2 separate regions of the Mus musculus genome follow, and region 1 is linked to region 2. A link is a contact called in public targeted proximity ligation data. All regions are on one chromosome and are shown on one strand. The core of a region is the stretch at or near the end of the contact, and the rest is flanking DNA. Distances in the headings are between cores, read along the strand shown.

What was found.
Region 1: a contact with region 2 is called in a targeted proximity ligation map of embryonic forebrain, with 5 times the contacts expected there. A contact is called at or near these places in 3 of 130 datasets of targeted methods (embryonic forebrain, pancreatic cancer cells and stem cell-derived neural progenitor cells).

What each region holds. Positions count from the first base shown.
Region 1 is chr19:8,987,866-8,990,645 of GRCm38.p6, forward strand. Ahnak (AHNAK nucleoprotein (desmoyokin)) reads left to right here and starts at 1,419. Exons shown (of 5, transcript NM_009643.2): 1 at 1,419-1,564.
Region 2 is chr19:7,416,261-7,418,960 of GRCm38.p6, forward strand. 2700081O15Rik (RIKEN cDNA 2700081O15 gene) reads left to right here and starts at 1,365. Exons shown (of 5, transcript NM_175381.6): 1 at 1,365-1,657. The coding sequence starts at 1,519.

The sequences.
Region 1 (2,780 bases), core at 169-2,668, 1.6 Mb after region 2:
CCTGTCTGAATTTCTACCTACATTTCTCTCCACCCTGGTGTGTCCATTACATCTGTGTCTGTTCTCTGTCACTCCCTTCTGTTGTCTCCCTCCCCCCATCGCCTGTACCCTGTGTGGTAACTGGACCTGGACACAGCCCCCAGGGCTGGCAGCAGACTTGGCTGATATTTTTAGCCTGCAAACATGTTTGCCATTTCAGAGGACAGGGCAGGGCTGGTCTCAGCCCCAGCCCACTCATGATCTTGGAGCGAAGGTGCTCCTGCCTCAGGCCAAGGTCTCAGTTCTCCAGCTTGAGGCCTCTTGGGGCATTTGGGAAGGAAGGGAAACTGGAGTGGGCAGCTGGGTAGCCACCTGCCAGAGAGGGTAGAACTCAATAGGGAAGGAGAAAAAGGGAGGTGCGGAGGGGGGATGCAGCCAGAACATCTCTGCAACCCCATCATTAAGCATTTAATAAAATCCACATAGAGTTAGAAGTGGCTGTGGGAAATGGCTGTAAATTGGGGAGCGGAGCAACTTGCAAATGGAAATATGGGGGAGGAGCTGTGAGAGGCGCAGAAGGCCTGGGAATGCAAAGAAAGTGCTGGATCTTGGGTTCCTCAAGCTTACTGGGGCATAGTGGTTCATGCCTTTAGTCCCAGGGTGGCAGAGGCAGGGGAATCTGTAAGGCTGTCAGTTCTAGCCAGTTCTGTGATGGCCGGGCTACACAGTCTGTGCTCCCTCCCCCAAATAAAATACCCAAAAGGCATGGGGGACAGAGTTTACAGGAGAGAGTGAGTTGTTCCATGGTGCGTCCAACAGCTGCAGGCCTGACTGGTGTCGCTGCAATGAAGAACAGCACCGTGGTGTGGTGCATAGGTGACTCCATTCCTAGGGGTCGGATCTAAGTCTTAGAGTCAGTGTGTTTTGTAGAAGAGGAGAGAGCCTGAAGGCGAGGAACGGGGCGAGGCTGCAAGAAGCCTGGGAACTGGGAGAGGAGGCTGGGGCCTGGGATTAATGTATCTGAGCTTGAGAGAAAGCTCAAAGGTCTGTGTGGAGGCTGGAGGTCGAGGTTGAATCATCTGAGCTTCTTGGCTCTTCTGCAGACTAGGTTGACTCTGGATTCCGACTGTGAATCTGTGCCCCTGCGTGCTTCCAGGAATTTCTTGCCGGTGAACACACACACACTGTTTAAAATGGGGTGGGAAGATCCAGAGCCGGGACAGGAGCAATAGATGGGATAGGGGAGGGGAAAAGGCGACGCCTCCTCGTCCCTGAGCCCCCTCAACCTTCTCCCTTCACCGGCCCATTCCAGGGTGGCTTCAGTGTTAGTCGTGCTCTCGGGTCCTTGCCCTATTCGGGCCCCGCCCGGCCCCGCCCTCTCCCCACAGCTCCGGGCAGACCCGCCCGAGTTACAAGAGCCGCCTCCGCGCACGGGGGCCCGGCCACTTGGAGCAGCTCTGCCGCGGGGACTGCACTGTCCGCCCTGCCAGACCCGCCCCGACTGGGGCTCGCCGTCGCCAGCAGTCAGCACTGCGACCTCGGGCCCTTCGCCGGCTATGGCTGCGTCCTGGGGCTGAGCCCGCAGGTAGGGAAGCGGAGCGCTGGGCGGTAAGGTGTGGGGCCAGGGTTCGGGCGACCAGGGGAGAGAGGGACTCGGACAAGGTGCATTTGCGGTAGTGTCACTACGAGGGTTCCGACTGTTGGGAGCAAACCTGGCCGCTTGCGGCCGCCGGGGCAGGCGACGCGTCACGCTTCGGGAGTAAAGCTCTTTCTCCGGAGTTGGGGCCAAGTTTAACTAAGTTAGAAAATCGCTTCGAAGTGTGCTTTGCTGCGCTTTTAGTTTTTTCCCGCGGATGTATTGTCGTTCCAACTGCAGTGCAGGGCGTTCCTGATCTGGTGGTCCCTGACCGATTCCATCTCTTTGGGGCGGCGGCTCAGAGCGCTACTTGGTTCCTATACCATGTTTACTGGAGAAGTTTCCAAGAGCCCCATCGCCCCTCCCGCGCCCCTGCACCGCGTGCCCCCTCTGCTGTCTTTCGCGGCTCCCCACACCTCCATCTCGAACTTCGCGTCCGGATTCCCCTCGGCCCCACCCTGCTCTGTACCACCAGCCTCTCCCTTTCTGGCTCCTAGCGGCGACTTTAACAGCTCCCCTTCAACTGCCCCGCCCTAGTCTTGCCCCTCTGTGTTTCCAGATCCAGAAAACTCCCTTCTTTCTCCAGGGCGTCGGAGCCTGGAAGTTTGCAGCGTGCCTCCCTGTGGGATGGGTGGGAGTGGGAGGGGGGGTGGGGGACATAATTAGGGAGATTCCTGCGCTGGGTGGGCGGGGAGGGGGCTGTGCAATCGACACAGTCCCCAGAACCTCCCTTGCTCCTTCTAGGGGCGGTGCTTTCTCCCCACCCCACCCCACTCCCAAACTCGTCCGGGCGGGATGGCCCCCGCCCCAGCGCCTGGCTGGATTCCAGCAGCCTGAGGAATGTAGTGGTTGGAGCCGGTGACTAATTCAAACCAGAATTCGGGGGTGGGGGTGGGGGTGAGGGGCAAAGCGGAGGGGGAAAGAGGCCGTGTGTAGGCGGTGGGGGCCGGAGCGCAGGGCGTAGGTGAAGGACTTCCCTGCTCTCCTTTGGAACCCTTCACTTTTGCAGTGCGCGCCAGCGGAGAGGGCGGGGGGCAAGATCCTACTGTGGGGTTGGAAAGGCAACATGCTTAGGGTGTGTGCAGAGAGCTGTGTTATGTAAGGCTTTCCCATGCAGGGAGGGGATGTGCAGTGTGCGGGAGCCTGGGCCTCCTCTGGCTGGAGC
Region 2 (2,700 bases), core at 115-2,614:
ACTTCGGAGAATGGTTTCCTGTGGGTCGGGTAATTTAATAGTTTCCTTACTCCCAAGGGGCTGAAACTGTTTCCTTTTTATAAACTGAGGATGTCTAAGTTACCCGCATTAGTAGCAATCTTGTTCACTGCTGCATGTCCAGAGTGTCAGCTCTTGTAGCACATAGTAGGTGTTAAGTGTGAGAATGACTCCATGAATGGTGCCTTCTTTGACTGTGGTGTGCCTCCCCGACAGGGAGGGAATAAAACCCACTTCTAGACCCTCATGGTCTCTGGCATCCTGTAATTTGGATCTCCAGGCCTCTGCTTTGTTGTGGACGACTAACCAAAGGCTAAGGGAGGACCTGTTTCTCCAGCTGGCCCTGGCAGGACCCCAGGTTGCCTCGACCCTACAACCTTTCGAGGTTCCTTCTCCAGGCTTACCGGGAGCCTGAGACCTGAAGGTGTCCCTCGGCCGAAGCCAGAATTCGCCCCAGGGTTTTCCAGCCTAGGGATGCGAATCTCCAGCTGCCCATCACCAGGATCCCAGTCCCTTCTTTGCACCTTCGTCCTGTGCAGGAGCCCGGGGCTGAGCGGAGTGCCTCACCCGGTACCTATAGGCCTGCGGGGGCAGGAGCCTGAATCACCGCCGCAGTCTCCCTCTCTTTCCGGCTTCCAGCCCAGGGCCACCTCTGTTTCGGAACGCCGGCTGGCCAGGCGCAGCGTGCTAGCTCTCTTACACTCCTCTGCGCGCCCCTCTTCCCGGCTTGCGCTTTCGCGGCCGCCGCCCTCACTCTGGCCGGCTCCAGGGAAACCTCGCCCCGCCGCCCCTCCCCGGTAGAAGCCAGAGCTGCCAGCGCTAGCCCCAGGCTCCCGCGGGAGGGGGCGCGGCAGCCCCCACGGCTCCACCCTCTCCGCGGGGCCGCGGCCATCTGGGGCCCCTGCCAGGCGCGTCTGCTTGGGGCCCGCGCCCAGCTCCTGCGGGAGGACGAGGCACCCCGGAGAGGGGAACGGTGCCGCCGCACCGGGCGGTCCCCTGCTAGCGGGCTGCGGAGAGCCGCGCTCGGAGATGCCCCGAGGGGGCGGTGGCTGAAGCGCGTCGCAGCGGACTGGACACGGGCGCCCCTGGTCACCTCGGCGACTCTTTACCAGCCGGAGCTGCAGCTGCGGACGCGGCAGGGCGGACCCACGAGGGCGCTGAGGACCGTGCTCCCCGCGTCCGTAACAAGCGCCCGTTGCGGACTTGCCACCTCCCGCTTTCCCCGCACCAGCCCCCCGCGAGCTGGCAGGAGGAAATTGCGCGCGGCCCCTTTAAATTTACCCAGGAGCCCTTAAAGGAGCCCCAGGGGCCCCAGACAGGAATCCCCACCCCGGTCCAGCCCGCGCTGCCGAGCGAGCAGTCAGCCGTCCGTGCGGCCGGCCGCCCGTGAATGCGCCCCGCGCCCGGGGGCCCCGCGCACCGAGCGCCCCGCGTGCGCCGCCGCTGGCTCCGCGGCCCCGCGCCCCGCCGCCCCGGGGCCCCCGCTCCGCAGCGCAGCGCATGGAGCCCGGCGGGGACCACCGGAGCCGGAGCGGCGGCGGCAGGGGCGGCCCCGGGCCCGCAGTGACCTCGGCACGGGGCCGACGGCTGCCGCCCACCGCAGCGAGCGGCGGCACGGAGCCCGAGGAGGACGACGGCGGTAAGATCTGGGGCCGACGACCGGGGGTGGGGGGCCCCGGCGTGGGGGAGGGGAGGGCTGCGGCTCCGGGCCCCTCTCGGCCGCCGAACAAAGCGGGGGACGAGCGCAGGGCGGCTCGGGGCGCCACCTGGTGGGCGCAGAGAGCAGCTACAAGGCCCGCGGGGCGCTCCCTGCCCGTGGCGGGGTCTGCCCGCCGGGCTGGGGCGGATCCCTGCTCCTTAAAGGGCCCCGCGTTGCTCGTTTTTTGGGGGGGGGGGCAGCGACGTGGGAGTCGAGGTGCTGGAACTTGCGGCTCCCGCCCTTTCTCTTTCACACTCCCAGGTGGTCTGTCTTTTAAAGGCTTCCCAGTCCCTCTGTCCCTTTCTGAGGCTTTCCCCAGAGTAGCATAGCTCGGGATTCCGCTGTTCTCGGTTATGCCATCCCTTTCTGCGTGGCCTTGCTGGAGACGTGAACTCTTCCCTTCACGGTTACGCTACGAGAAACAAAGCGCAGCCTGCGTCCTGGGGGCCCCCGTCTGTCATACCCCACGTCGGGAAGGTCTTAGTGAGGGATGGGTTCGCACACGAAGGTGGATGCCCCACCCGTGCGTTGTCGCGTTTCAGAATCGATTTTGGCCCCAGTTTGTCAGCTGTACCAAGACCTGCCGGCCCTAGTTGGCCCTTAAAACCAACTGCTTTTTTTTGTCTCCCTTCTGTAAGGTTCATTGCCTTTAGATCAGCGGAGGTTCCATCCGTACTAGGGAGAGTGCTCTCTACTCTTTGAGCTCCTCTCCCTATAAGCCCCCGCCCCCCACCCCCCCTTTTTATTTTTTTGAAAAAAATCTCAGCTCCTCCTTTTTCTTTCTTTCTTTCTTTTATTTTTTTCTTCTTTCTGCTCTTAAAGGGCCAGTCTGCCTTAGATTTAACAGTGGTCCTGCACTGGAAAGATGCTTAGTAGGATGCTAGCTATTCAGTCAGTGCATTTGCAGACAAAGGCGTATAGGCCCAGAGAGCGGATGTGACTGACCTACCAAAGGTCACTGGGCAAGGCACCAGTGAAGCCAG